Linked DNA regions of Mus musculus: regions 2, 3, 4 and 5 are each linked to region 1. A link is a contact called in public HiChIP or PLAC-seq, capture Hi-C and promoter capture Hi-C data. All regions are on one chromosome and are shown on one strand. Each heading gives the region's core, a stretch centred on a gene start, on an enhancer-like site or on the middle of the called end of the contact. The rest is flanking DNA. Distances are from core to core; before and after follow the strand shown.

Region 1 (2,700 bases), core at 35-2,534:
CTGGCCTGGACAGCAGCTGCTGGCAAGGTCCCCCATCATGGCGGACAGTAGCTGAAGACACTGGGGCTCAAGGATCAGAGGGACAGATGCAGGCAGGAACCCAGGAGTGTGCCTGAAAAGCGCTTTGGGAGTCTGCCCAGCCCTCAGAGCCAAGTGTTTGATTAAAGCAAATGTCTGAGCTGGCCTCCCAGCCCCATAGTCACAGCACGGCAGGTGGGAGCCCAGTGTGAACTGAGGAACTGAGTGGGCCACAGGGGAAGGGTCCCACCCTACCATGCAGTTGCTGAATCCAGGGTGTGTGGGTGGGGCATTGTCATTAGTCACCGGAAGAACTGCACTGAGTAGTGGCCCTGGAATGGGCAGTGACCACACCTTGGCCAGAGCACCCGTGGTCAGCATCCAGAGGGAGTCTGGTAAAAGGAGGAGGCTATGGAGATGAGGTATCTACAGCCCCTGCAGACACACACTCACTGCGGTGGTGCCGGCCGGTAAGAACAGCACCCAGCCGTGGACTCAGCGGAAGAGAAGTCATGGTGTGTGGTTAGGGGTGGTGGTGACAGACAACCCTGTCCTTCCTGAGGGTGCCAGTGTGGGAGGAAGGCCTCATTACCTGCCCTACACCTTTGCCAAGTCTACACCTAGCTAACTCGATGCCTTATCTCCCAGCCACCTTGACAGCCACTGGGGAGGTAGGTATGATCATACTCCGCCATTTAGAAGGGCAGGCCCTGTGGCTTTATGTCTGGATGGGCAGCCAACTCTGGAAAGTATGACCAGCCATGAGGCCGCATGGTGAGAGAGACAGAACATACCACTGTTGTCACAGACTGAGTGTGTTGCTGGAGCTGTCGCCCGAGAGGGACCTGCTTAGCCATGAGTTCTAAACCTTGAACCCCTCAGAACCAAGAATTCCTGCCCAGTTTCATGTCTCCCGAGGCTCCTAAGGAGGGGTATATCATATACCAGAACACCTCATCTGCCTACAGAAGGGACTGGGTGTCCATGACCCTCCAAGCCCTCTCAGCAGTGAGGATGCTGCCTCTGTAAGCCCACCGTCTCTGGAGGGAGACCAAGGCAGGGCCACCATCAGGGTTCTCAAGAGTGGGCCTCCATGTCTCCACCGGGAACCTCCAGTGTCTGAGCCCGCGGTTGACCCGTGATGATGCTCTCTGTGCTGCAAGGGTGGCGCCCGCCACTCTTCATCAGACCACATCCTGTTTGCGTTGTCTCTTTGTCCTTTGGCCCACGGTGCCCCTTCCTTCACCACCAGCAGCCCCAAAGGAATCCTGGGGCTAGGAATGCATAGCAATCAGGCAGGCTGGGGCTCGCCTCTCCAGGGAGCTTTATAAAGCGGGGGAACCCCAGAGCCATGCCTGCTGGACCGGGACCTGAGCAGCTCTGCCTGACAACTGGGGTCCAGGGACTCACCTGCCCTTCTTAGAGCAGCCCTCAGCACAGTGAGTACAGCAAGGGACGGGAGGCCAGGCTCTCCAGGTGAGCTGGGTGCAGGCGGGTACAGCCAGCACCACGAGCCACACACCAGGAAGGGCGGGTGTGTGGGAGACCCGCAGCTTCATCCTCAGCTCAAGTTCCACCAGAGCCAGCCGGCCCTAGATGCCAGCCAGGAAGTATTAATCTCTGGGGATAAAGACCATTCCTGGTCCTCCCCTTCTATGGGGAGAAGGGAATGAGACTTGTCTGTCCCATGTGGGGGGCCCTGCCCTCTCCACCCGTGCCTGAGGAAGCCCCTTTAGCAGCAGCAGACTGGAGGCTACTCCAGGCCCTGGGGACTAGGGGGCTTAGCAAGCTGGATTTGGGTAGAAAGCAGGGCTGCTTTTGTTGTTGTTTTTGAAGCTTTCTGGCTGCGCTCACTTCTTTGAAATGTTTTCAAGGGAGCTGTTTCTGGAAAGAAGTCGTCCCCCCTGTCCCCCCCCCTCCCCCCTCCGTCCCCCGCCACTTCCAGCTTCAGGGGCTTCCTCAGAGGATGAGCCAGCTCGGCTCAGCTCACCCATGGTCACTGCAAACACAAGCATCCTCTGTGAGGGAAGGGAACAGTTCCCACCAAGGGATGTGGGGGGGGGGACCTCGAGACAATGAGACAGGTATGGGGGCACAGAGTAATGAGGCTACCTTGAATTCAGCTCTCTTTCTTATAAAGCTGTAGGACCTAGGGCAAACCCTGAGGCTCTCTGTGCCTGAGGTCCTAGGGGGGGTGGCCCCGGGGTTGGTGGGCTGGATGGCTATCATCAGGAAGCAATCATTTCCCTAGAGACTGGCACAGGGAGAAACCACACTGACATTAGAGCCCAGAGCTGTGTGGTGGGGCAGCGTTTGCTGTAGACAGACTTACTGTACAGAGAAACCCATTCACCAGAGCCTGTCCTGCCCAGTGGGAGCTCAGTGGGTGCTGGCTGTCCCCAGCCTTGCCTCTAGCTCCTCCCCAGGTAGGAGTTTGACTTACACAAGGGCCACCAGGCCCATTTCCCCCTCCCAAGAGCAACTTGTTCCTGAATTAGGGAGACAGTGGGGTTTCCCAGCAGAGCTGCTAGACCTATTCATTATCAAGTTGAAAACACGGCAGCTTCTCACTCTGCCTACGGCCCAAGAGTCAATAATTATAATAGAAAATTGAACCCAAATGCACACAGCCCCGAGGGCCACCCGGGTACCTCTGCAAGCCAGCTGGCAGCTCTGGTATTC
Region 2 (2,700 bases), core at 157-2,656, 240 kb after region 1:
GAGAGAGATCCAGTACATCTTACCAACTAGTGAAAAACAGGGTTCAGGGTCTTGTCCAGCAAAGGAAAACCATGCCCATGAGCAGAGCGGTGGATGCGGAGCTGGGCGCAAGGTCATCCATTACAATCATGGAGTAACTGAAGTATCATCACACTATTGGATACTCACTGCTCCAACTAGGCAGTAACAACCCACCAGAGAAACTTTTGGGTGAGTCCAACATTTGTGGTAGGTTATAAAACAATGTCTACAGAACCATCAGTATTAATATGCAAAGTATAGGGGAGACAGGTAGGGTTTCCTCGAAGGACTACTGGAAAGTGATGAAAAGACCCCATTTTCACGTGACCGGTCAAACTCTCCCAACAATGAGTCCTGTGGCAGGTATTCTACTAGGAACCAAACCGTCATTAGTTACACAGCCCGACTTTCAAAGAACCAGAGAGTTGACAAAGTCAGAGAAGATAAACATCACTGGATAGAGGAAAGTTTGAGCGTCGGGGTAACTTGTCACTAAGTTTCAGGCAAAATACAAGGACAATTTTGTACTAGGCACCATGCCAGGAGCCAGAGAGGTCCCATATTCATTCAGAGAAGCCTAAGTCCTCTAAAAAGCCAGTTTCACTGACAAAACGCACAATATTGCCAGATGGTAGTTTCACGGTCCGAACGAGTCCATCCCACACTCTTCCCAGTAGAGTTAAGACTAATCGCCAGAAGGAACTCTCGAGGACCACCCACTTAACACCTCCCCTTCTCTCTGCAAAATAGAGAATTTCAAATATAAAATATCCTCGAATTTCTTCCAATATGCTTGAAATGCATTAAGTGGAAGGCGAGGTTTCCCAAAGCTGCAGAAGCCACGTCCAGGGCGTGAGATGGATGCCTGGGGTCTACAACCAGGACCTGCTGGGATCTGAATCATGGAGAGCAGGCCGCTGGGTGCAGTCGGGCGCGCGGGCGCCAGGAGCGCTTGGCAAAAGCTTCCTCTGGCCCCGGAGCTCCCGAGGGAACCGCCCGGGCCTCCCGCGACTCGCGGCCCTAGGCGCCCACCGGAGGCGTCGGCGCAGCGGCCTCCCGCCCCCGGCCTCCCGCGCCCGTACCTGCCGGACCCGGTGCAGGGCATCCACAAAGCCCTCAGCCTTCATGCCCACCGGAGCGCTCTGCCCCTGCACCAGCTCCGCCATAGCCAAGCCCACCGCCACCGCCGTCGCTCGGCTCCCCCGGTCCGGCCTCCCACTCCGCTCCGGGACCCGTAGCCGGAAAGGGAAAGTCGCCCCACTTCCGGCGGAAGGGAAGCGAAGGGAAGGCACTGCTAGCTCAGAGGGAGACAGAGAGAGAGAGAGAGAGAGAGAGAGAGATAGGTTGGGGGAAAGCAGCGTCTGTGAGGCGGGGTCTCAAAGCACGTGACCGCTGTCCGGCCGGAAGTGGGGGCGTGGCCGTGGCGCGAGGGGGGCCTGCCCTGGGCACAGGCAGATGTCCGTCAAAAAGACCAGGTTGCGACCCCGCCCTCCAAAGGCGTGGGCCCCAGGCCTTTAGCAAGCGTGGGACCGCCACCGCGGCGCAGGTGCGGCCTTATAGTCCCCCGCTGTGTGGTTTTGCCACCTGACGGAGGAGAAACTTGGACTTGGCTCTTCCAACACCTTACCCAAGCCGTCGAGGTGCACTGGCAGCCCCCTCCCTCTCGAAGTGGGGTCGTGGTGTGCTGCATTGACTGAGATTGAGCACCTTACTTGGTACTAGGACCCTTAGTACGGCAGGGCTCCGCCTTTGCTGCAGGGAGTCCCAGGCTCCAGAATGGGCCATCAGTTTGCCAAGGATCGGTTTGATGACACTGCTCAAAAGAAGCCTGGTGTCCTCTTTCACATTCTTTCACCCGGGTAACAGGAAATACCGTGGGACCATCATTGCTTCCGGGCCTGCTGAGGCAAGAGATCTTTAGGAATGTTTGAATGCTTGAGGGGAAGGAAAAGGGGGGAGTCTCACTTCAGAACCCCCTGCCTCCGTCAGAACAAAAAGTTACACCCCACTGTGCCAATATGTATGGGCAGTGGGTTTGTACGGAAGTTCAGGAGTTCAAGGTCATGTTCTAGGTCACCCGCAGCTAGCTACTTGAAACTCAATTTACTATTCTTTCCTTCCATTCTTCGTTTCAGTGTGTGCGTGTAGAATGTGTCACCACATACATGTGAAAGTCAGAGGACAACTCCCTAGAGTTGGTTATATACTTCCACCATATGGGTCCCGGGAATCAAACAGGTTATCAGGTCTGGCAGCAAACACCCACACCGCGGAGCCACCTCATCAACCCTGAGGCTCTCGTTTTTTTTTTTTCTTGGATTCCTAGAGTTTGGCACATAGCAGATGCTTAGGAAACTAATTCTAAGTTGAATATCGCTGACTCTGAATGATTCCTAGATTATGGCAAAATCAAAGAAGCTGGCCAAACTGCACAGGTTGATCACTTTAGACAGATCATTTCCAAACCCGTAGGGGAGACCAAGCTGGCACTCTGGATGGTGGAGAGTTTTCACTTCATCTATGCTTGAGTTTAGCAAACACAGAGTTTCAATCTTCAGGACAGACTTGGCCCTACTTGACGTTTGTCCTACCAACCTCTGAGGAAACACTGTCCACTCTTCCATACTCCCAACTGGCTGGCCCTGATGAGTAGAAATGGGATGTTCTTCTATCCAGGGT
Region 3 (2,700 bases), core at 104-2,603, 230 kb before region 1:
AGCTGCACAAGCTCCAGGCACTCTTTCTGTTTAGAATCCGGTCCTTTCAGAGACCAGCTTGTGGTTTGGGGGCTGCTCACATTAGTTAAGCTGACATTGGGTGATGATGCAGAATAAGACAGGCTTTAGGAAAGGCAGCAGTGCAGAGGAACAATGGGGACTGCCAGCTGAGGGGCACGGTGGTGTGAGACAGAAACCTGCTCACTTCAAAATGTTGGGAAATGAACCGTTATAGAGAAATGAGGGCTTGCTTACGCATATCACTGTACTAAAATTAGAATGTGCCGAGCGTGGTGGCGCACACCTTTAATCCCAGCACTCGGGAGGCAGAGGCAGGCAGATTTCTGAGTTCGAGGCCAGCCTGGTCTACAGAGTGAGTTCCAGGACAGCCAGAGCAACTCAGAGAAATCTGTCTGGAAAGAATCCGAAAAAGGAAAAGAAAAAGGAAAAGAAGAAAAAGAAAAGAAAAAAGGAAAAGAAAAAGAAGGAAAAAGGAACTGTATGTGGTTGCTTGCCAGCCTGGACCCTGAGCATAAACTAAGTCTATTACACTGGGAAAAAACTAGACAGATGATCACACAGAGAGAGACAATCATGTATACTTACCTGGCCAAAGACTGACCCACCAGTGTTGGCTGCCTGGCCAAACACAGAACCAGTATTACTAGACCCAAAACCTGTAAGACACAAAGACAAAGATTCAATTTGGAGAAATCTTTTTTAAACATCAAAATTAAACCCAAACCCAAACCCAAACCCAATCAAAACACCCACAGCCTATAGATGTGTTATGAACGTCACTGGATGTAAAAGCCATCACTGGCCTTCTCCAGGGGTGAGTGTACCTGCTCCAGTACTAAACCGCTGGAAAAGATAGGCCTATTTATGTAGCCATGGCATGAATGTATGGAAGTAAACTATCACTTTCTGCTTAGAGGCCTGCTCCACAGGAGGAAATTCATTCCTGGCACTGTAAACAAACTGGTTAAAATCCCAGGCTGACAAGGTCATACACTGGCGGGGAGAAGCTATTATTGTTGTTCTGCTAAATAGACAAGTCCAATTTCTTTCTGAATACTTGTACTTACACCCACAGATTAACACTGCTCTCAGTCTTAGTCACAGCAGCTTTTTGAAGTGGGCAGTTGGTTAGTGAAGAGACTGCTAACTGTGCTGAGACTAAGAGACTGTCCGGTGTCTTACCCTAAGTTGGACTAAAGGCTCCCAGAATACTTTGGAAGACAGAGCAAGAAGTATAAAGAATTGAAGAGCATGACCATCGGCAGGAAGAGAGTAAAACTGTTTTCTAAATACGACATGACTGCTGTGCTCAGGGGCCCACAGCAGGAACCATTTCCTGCTTGCTAACAGTCCAGGACAGAGGGGGCGGAACTCATAACACCCTACGTCTAGTTGAGGACCTACTGGTAGTTAATGGCTACTGGAGAAGGGGAGTAATTTTTCTCCAGAAGTGTATTTATGGATAGTTGTTTGTGATCCAGTAAGCAATCCCATACCTACGTTCATAAAAGCTAATCAAACTGTTAAACTCAGCCAGTCATTAAGAAAGAAAAGAAACAGAAAGCAGGAGGGGTTGTTAGAAAGGAAGGGTTCCAGAGAGGAGGGTAAGATAGGGGGCTGGAGATATGTGATTCTGATCAAATTGTATTATATACATGCATGCAAACACACACAAAAATGTCAATAAATATATTAACAATTAAAAAAAAAACGCTTCCCCACTGAGGAAATGGAGAAAATTCTATGTAAACACAGCTGTTCTTGGTATCCATAAATTCTAGATCTCTGAGAGTACCCAGATATAAAATCTGAGGATGCAGTAGTCTCTTTCATGACGTGGCACGCTGTGGTGTTTGAGCCCGTGTGTCCAGGCTCCCACATATCTTCCATCACCTTGGGATGACTTATGGTACACGGAAGTATACTGGAGAGACTATGTCAACTAGCTGCTACTCTGTCCTGCTCAGGGATAATGGCAAGAAAAAGTGTACATGGTCAGCATAGATCTTCCCTAGTTATTTCAATCCATGGAGGGCCACATCTGCAGGTACAGAACCCATACATGTGGAGGGCCGATTGCGAGGTTCTTACCTCACTGTTAGCATTCTAAAAGTCCCTAGGATTGAACTCTTCTCTCCTACCAGGTCAGGTGGTGGCGGGTGGCATACCGTCACGATCTTGGCTAACAAGAGTACTGCCAGTGACCCACACCAGCAATCATTCTCCCTATCTACATACACTCAAGTACTGGATTCCATCAGAGTGGAGTCTCTTCTGCCAGGTACAACTGGAAGTGAGGCAAGGGATGCAGGCCTATAACTAAGCAGGGTGGAGTTTCCCGGAGAACAGACAACTGGAGGTCGGCCCCAGGATCTAACCAAGCACTTCTATGTTTAAACAAGACCCCTTGGGAGGCTCCAAATTTGGTGAGCCGGCTCAATGATGTTTGTACATACTTTTTAAAGTTCTGTCCTTGATGCTCAGGACAAGCAGTGGCAAGATTTTACTCTCCTTTAAGTCTTAGGCCTTCTCCCTGCCCATTAAATGCCCCTCACCCAGATAGGCCATGTGCTTGCAGTCTCAGGGCACAGGGAGGAGACCAGGTGGTGGTGGGTGGGATGGTGGTGTTCAGAGTTGTGTTTCTCTGCCTACTGTGTCTTTATAGTTGTTTTGGTAAGA
Region 4 (2,700 bases), core at 197-2,696, 170 kb after region 1:
CAGTATACCTCTCTCCTCCCAAGTTCTAGAGTGCCAGAAAGGGCGGCACCCGGATCAGGCGAGCTCTGAAGTCGTTTTAATGGGCGAGGAAGAACCAGCGGTCCCTAACCCCGAGAGGATCCCCGGTGGGGCCTCTGCGGCAGGGGTGGGAGCGTTGAGGCACACAGGGGCGGCCTCCATGTCTTACAAGGTTCCCCTCTAAGCTACCTGGGAAAATACCCGGCGAGCCGGCCGGCTGAAAGGGGGGGTTAAACGGTGTCCATTGCGGAGCGGCCGGCAATTTGTCACGCTGTTAAAGTGATCGCATTCATTCGGTTCCATTCGAAAGAAATTGCTAATTCTAAATTCATTAGCCCTGGAAGAAAGCTGTAGCAGTAAATTGTATCTCAATGCGGAGGGGACTTGTTTAAAAGGGGCCGAGGAATTCCCCTTACAAAAAGGCAGGATTAGATGGTTGACATAGCGTGAATGGAAGTGGAATTAGTCTTCACGGTAAATTAAGAGAGGAACAGCGATCTTAAAGGGGAAGAGAGGGCGTCGCTCAGAGACGCCAGCGCTGGGGAAAGATATTGTTTGCGGGGTGACGAATGAGGAATAAGAACTTGAGACATCTTAAAGAAAAGAAACTTTCTTCGCTCTCTTTCTCTCCCTCGCTCTCTGCGGCTTTTTCTCTCCGGCCTGCCCGCCCTCCGCCCCTTCCCGGCCCCGGCTGTCTTTTAAAGTTTGTGGTTTAAGTGGGAACTTTCGCGGGTCAAGCCCAAGTTAACCAAATGAATTTAAAACCCCTTCTTTTTGAGTCAACTGCTATTACACGCCCAGTAAGGCTTTTAATGCCAGGAAACCGCCAGCTCCAGGCTGGAGGATGGGGTGGGGAGAGACGACACAGGAGAGCCCGGGCTGACCGAGGTAAGTCGCTCCGGTCGTTGGGATCTGGTCCCTGAGCCTCCTGCATTCCTACATGCCTCTTCTCTGCTTCCATGAGGCCGTTGCAACCCAGGTTGGACCCACGAAAAAACTGAGGTGCGCTGATTAGGGAGAGCGCATCCTGGCTGGGAGCGGCAGCCCCAGCCCCTGTGTTCCCCATCTGGACCCGTGCCGCTAACCTGAGAATTGGGGGTAGCCAGGAAGAGCGAAGGAGTGGAGCCCCGACGGCACACTCACCTCCTGAGAAGGACTGCGCCAGGACCTCGGCCGTGAAGGCCGTTTTTGGGCTGGCGTGGTGGCTCTTGTCTTCCAGCAGCTGTTCGCCTAGCACGTTGCGCCATCGGCCATATAAGAAACTGTGCAGGATGTCGGAGGTGATGACCTCTGCCAGCGCCAACCCCGGAGCCTTCAGCCCTGTTTTGAGCACCAGGGCCTCAGCTGGGAGCACAGAGCCCATCATGGGCGGCGGAGGGCTCGCCGCGGGCGCCGAAGGACGGCTAGGTGGACTCCGGAGAGGTGGGCAACGAAGAGGGGTCAAAGGAATGAAAGGAGAGGAGGGTGACACAACACGAGGGAGGAGGAGGAAGAGGAGCAGGAGGAGGGTGCACTGGGGAGTGCGTGGCAAGAGATGGCTGGGAAGACAGGGAGCCAAACCGGAGATTCACAAAATCTGCAGAGATGGCAGAGGCAGCACGGAGGGCTGGAAGTCCGCGGGTGGAGACAAGGGTGGATACCAGGAGGGGTGCGGGAAGGGTGGGCGGCGGGTGGCTGTAGAGAGACAACGACCAAGGACTCTCGGTTTCCCACTAGCCTTCTATACACCCAGCCAGGACCGTCCTCCCCTTAGCAAAATCTCAGCTCTTTTATAGGAGCTGCAGTGACCCTCCTAATTGGTTATTAATGACCCCCTGACGTCGAAGGACAGACTTGTACCCGGCCAGGCTCGAAGGAGCCTTCACCGACAGCGCGAGGGGCGGGGGCAGCGTGCGGACCGCTCAGAATAGTCTCCCTCTGCTCCTCCCTCCCCCCAGCCTTCCTCCTCCTCCCCCTCCTCCTCTTCTCCCCGTGGGAAGCTCCAGGCAGGGAGGGAGGCTCAACTCGCGGCCCGGAGCGAGGAAGGGGGGTGGGGGGGGACGGGTGTTGAAGTAGGGGATGCTGCGCAGCGAGGCTTGCCTTTACTCCCGGGACTAGACTGAGAAAGAGGGGGCGTATGGCTGCAAACCCCGCGGGTCCCCATGCTCACCCGGGCTAAGCAAGATCCTTGATCACTGTGGATCCCAAGCTAGGCCTTCACCTTCCTAGCTCTGCGGGCCACTCCCAGAGCTGCCGGTGCTTTGCCTATCTCCTTAACCAAGCCCAGTACTCTGTCCGATCCCCACCTCTCCTTCGTCCCACACCCTCTGCTCTTTAGAGGCTTCACTCCTTAAGCTGCGGTGGCAACCCGGACAGCTTGGGAGATGCAGATCTCTTGCGCTGGCAGCGCTACCCAAGCGGGCGCTTCGTCCTAAACGGGCTCCCCAAGAGCTCTGCTCGCTGCGCACAGCCAGTGTAAAACTTCCGTCACCAGCACAGAGGGCTGCTGAGGAGTCGCCGTCGGGGCTGGATCTCACCTACCATAGAAAGGTTACCAGCCCTAGGAGTACTAAGTTGGGGTGGGGAGTATTGAAAGGTCATCAGATACTCACATCTGTGGAATACCCTAGAGCAATGCAAGATGGGAATTGCAGACACCCAAAATGCCTCTGAAATTGCGGACGGCCCAGGGCAAAGCCATCT
Region 5 (2,700 bases), core at 29-2,528, 220 kb after region 1:
ATAAGTTATTTTAACTCATTAAACAAACAAAACAATGAAACAAGAAATTCAGGCTAAACCTTCCAACTTAACTGACTGTTGGTGATGTTAACAGACCCAGCATTTTATGTACAACAGGGAGGGAGCAGCTATGTCACTTGCAGCACAGGTTAAGGACATCAACTGACAGTTAACATTCTCTGCAGAAGAGAAGACCACAGTCCCCGGAGCACTTTCCCCTTTCCTGTGGGTGATGCTATGACCAGATACTCTTATCTTACAGATGGGCCTTTTTAAAGCCTAGGGTCTTTGTATCTAAATCCTCAACTTAATGGAGGGCTATGGGGGAAAAGAGAAGCTGAGAAGAAACTAGGCACTTAGCCAAGATTCTCCCAACAAATCCTCAATCCCAGGCACATCTTGCTTTCGAAGCCCCCAACACTCTGTTCACCCAAGAATGCATTCTTCTCCTGTGAAGAGGCTGAAGATCTGAGTACTGGAAGATCCACAGAACCAGCAGGACAATGCCGTCCCTCCTTTCAAATCTAATCTACAGTGGAAGAGAGCAACTCCTCTATTGTCAGAGTCTCTTGAGGCTCTACAGGGGCTGGTTTAGTGCCTCGGATCAGTCTGTTCCTCTGGCCTGCACTGTTCTGGAGAGGGCTGCAGGAACCATGGATCTTAAGAAAATCTAGCCCCTGGCTTCCCACACTTCCAACCTCTGACTTGCTAACACTCCAGTGCAGATGGTGGATCAATAAACAATTAGAAATGATCAATAAATAATAAAACATAACCCACTGCTTACCTTTGATGTACCAAGGCCCCTAACTGGTTACCTACTGTGGCAAAGAGAAAGAGAAAAGAAAAATCAAAGCATTAGCACGGATAAACTAACTCCATCCTTACCCACATTCTTACTGTTCAGGGGGTGGGAGGGAGGCAGAAAGAAAGCAAACAGTAATTTAGGCTCAGTGGCTGAAATGAATGCGTTATGTGATATGAAACAGGAGGGGACATCTTGCTCAACAGCCTCTAACCCAGTGTCCAGCTGAACGAAGGATAAGAAATTGATCTGTATGTCCACATGCTGAGAGCCTACGAGGGAAGCCTGTCTGTCTAAATCCTGCTCTCTCCCTCTTGCCCGGCATCCAAACCCAACGAAGATACTCAGGACGCTCCTGCTCTTTTAAAACCAAATGAGCAGATTTACCTCCATGGAAGCACAGTTGAAGACTGCTCCAAGGCAGCTGTAGTTACAAAGAACATGCACATATGTCCCTGTTTTGTCATCCCTTACCCCACCCAGAACAATTCAGAGAAGACCAGGCTCCGCCCTCCTGCAGCAGCTTCTCTAGCCCATTTCACAGAGTTGAGTGGCAACAGCCTCTCACTATTAGAACAGACTCTGCAATCTCATTCCCAGAGCGGCTGTCAGACTCCCTGATCTGGTTTCTGTCTCTCAGCTATTGATGTGCTCCTCCTTCACCAGCCATCAGCAGAAATGGTTCTATGCTGCTTCTCTTCTGGAAAATGCAGTTCAAGAAATATAGTCAGCAGACAGAGGGAGATTATAAACCCAAACCAATAGTAAAGAACTGAACGGACCTTTCAAGATGCTAAAAAAGCATTCAAAAGTGTGTCTCTGGGGAAGCACACCAATATCTGGAAAGAGTGAAGGCTTAAGAGCTGCTGCGTCCTGTCCAGTTACCTGCCATCCTCTGAACACTGGAGGACTATAGAGAGACAAAGGAGTGCAATCCAGACCCTGATACTCCAAAAGGAGAAACAATACAGCAAAAGTAAACTACTAAGTTCACTGAAGCTATTGATCCAAGAAAAAACAAAAAACAAAAACCATATTCCATCTGGATCAATAGCAAGATGATGGTCTGCAGCCAAAGCACAGACGCTGGACACTGTTAGTCGCTTATCTCAGAGATAGAGTTGTTTTTTAATTGACTCTTAGAACTTTCTTTGCCCTTACCCAGTGCTGGATTCCCATTCGCATGAAATCTGGACACTCTCCAGATTAGGAAAGGAATCCCCATCATAGGCTTTTGCCCAAGAACTGTCCACTAAGGGGGACAAAACAACACACCAAAGAAAGGGGCAAGGGCAGAGGCTTGTGGGGCTGCACAGCTGTTCTACCCCTGTAAAGCCAGCCTCAGTTACATATACACAGATGTCAAGGGCAGCCTGGGCTATAATGAGAGCCCTACCTCAAAAGTTTAGCTTTCCAATTTCCATCAGAATCCCTCTACTAGAGGGTGAAGAGTCCACTGAATACAGAAGAACTAAACACTGCACGTGAATAAGGTCCTGAGAGCTACATGGCAGAGCAGGCTCAGAGACACTGCAGGCTGATGATCTTCAGTTATGACAGAAGCCACAGGAACACAGCAATGGGTGACTTGGTGACAAAGAACTGTGTAAGCCTCACTGGAATATTCCAGGGTTTCTGTTTAAACAGCATTCAGTGACAGCCTGTGCTCACAACTGAAATTCCTTTTTGTTGGCAAGGTACATGTCGTGGGCCTCACACCTGCTATTATTCTAACTGCTTCCCTGACACATGGAGGCATCACAAACACTAGAACCAAACCTGCACACACCACTACTCCCACATACACAGCCTTCAAGGGCCATGGCACCAAAGGAGAATACCAGATTCCACCAAGTAAGTGCTCAACCTCAGGTAAGCTGAGAAGCCCAAAATCC

What was found. Promoter capture Hi-C pulls out the DNA fragments that hold promoters and counts their contacts. HiChIP or PLAC-seq counts read pairs in DNA pulled down with a chosen protein or histone mark. Capture Hi-C pulls out chosen DNA fragments and counts their contacts.
Region 2: a contact with region 1 is called in an HNF4G HiChIP or PLAC-seq map of pancreatic cancer cells. The contact joins the promoter of Fubp3 here to the promoter of Qrfp in region 1. A contact is called at or near these places in 12 of 39 promoter capture datasets (the 3T3-L1 cell line, the HPC-7 cell line, cranial neural crest and 8 more), 1 of 484 Hi-C or Micro-C datasets (nephron progenitors), 1 of 115 datasets of contacts at active chromatin or transcription factors (pancreatic cancer cells) and 2 of 9 other capture datasets (adipose tissue and macrophages).
Region 3: a contact with region 1 is called in a promoter capture Hi-C map of hippocampal neurons, with 2.5 times the contacts expected there. The contact joins the enhancer-like site here to the promoter of Qrfp in region 1. A contact is called at or near these places in 11 of 39 promoter capture datasets (the 3T3-L1 cell line, the C10 cell line, cranial neural crest and 8 more), 1 of 484 Hi-C or Micro-C datasets (the P5424 cell line) and 3 of 9 other capture datasets (embryonic stem cells, liver and pancreatic islet).
Region 4: a capture Hi-C map of macrophages shows a contact between it and region 1, with 4 times the contacts expected there. The contact joins the promoter of Prdm12 here to the promoter of Qrfp in region 1. A contact is called at or near these places in 8 of 39 promoter capture datasets (the 3T3-L1 cell line, 3T3-L1-derived adipocytes, the SN4741 cell line and 4 more), 1 of 115 datasets of contacts at active chromatin or transcription factors (bone marrow-derived macrophages) and 3 of 9 other capture datasets (adipose tissue, liver and macrophages).
Region 5: a contact with region 1 is called in a promoter capture Hi-C map of embryonic stem cells, with 2.8 times the contacts expected there. The contact joins the enhancer-like site here to the promoter of Qrfp in region 1. A contact is called at or near these places in 10 of 39 promoter capture datasets (the 3T3-L1 cell line, cranial neural crest, embryonic stem cells and 6 more), 2 of 484 Hi-C or Micro-C datasets (liver and nephron progenitors), 1 of 115 datasets of contacts at active chromatin or transcription factors (cardiomyocytes) and 2 of 9 other capture datasets (adipose tissue and liver).

Annotation. Positions count from the first base shown.
Region 1 is chr2:31,809,164-31,811,863 of GRCm38.p6, reverse strand. Qrfp (pyroglutamylated RFamide peptide) reads left to right here and starts at 1,284. Exons shown (of 2, transcript NM_183424.4): 1 at 1,284-1,457.
Region 2 is chr2:31,571,357-31,574,056 of GRCm38.p6, reverse strand. Fubp3 (far upstream element (FUSE) binding protein 3) reads right to left here and starts at 1,406. Exons shown (of 18, transcript NM_001033389.4): 1 at 1,104-1,406. The coding sequence starts at 1,187.
Region 3 is chr2:32,036,079-32,038,778 of GRCm38.p6, reverse strand. Nup214 (nucleoporin 214) reads right to left here. Exons shown (of 36, transcript NM_172268.2): 30 at 607-677. Among named protein-coding and RNA genes, the nearest start is that of Mir7674, 14 kb to the left of the region's middle. Within about 2 kb of position 1,353, at least 106 of the 459 cell types and tissues checked have an H3K27ac peak or open chromatin away from gene starts, as enhancers often do. A contact at or near this core is called in the P5424 cell line, hematopoietic stem and progenitor cells, hippocampal neurons and 2 more, where this site is marked.
Region 4 is chr2:31,638,783-31,641,482 of GRCm38.p6, reverse strand. It overlaps Prdm12 (PR domain containing 12), which reads right to left and starts at 1,446. Exons shown (of 5, transcript NM_001123362.1): 1 at 1,162-1,446. The coding sequence starts at 1,384.
Region 5 is chr2:31,590,584-31,593,283 of GRCm38.p6, reverse strand. Fubp3 (far upstream element (FUSE) binding protein 3) reads right to left here. Exons shown (of 18, transcript NM_001033389.4): 3 at 788-821. Among named protein-coding and RNA genes, the nearest start is that of Fubp3, 19 kb to the right of the region's middle. Within about 2 kb of position 1,278, at least 17 of the 459 cell types and tissues checked have an H3K27ac peak or open chromatin away from gene starts, as enhancers often do. A contact at or near this core is called in embryonic stem cells, where this site is marked.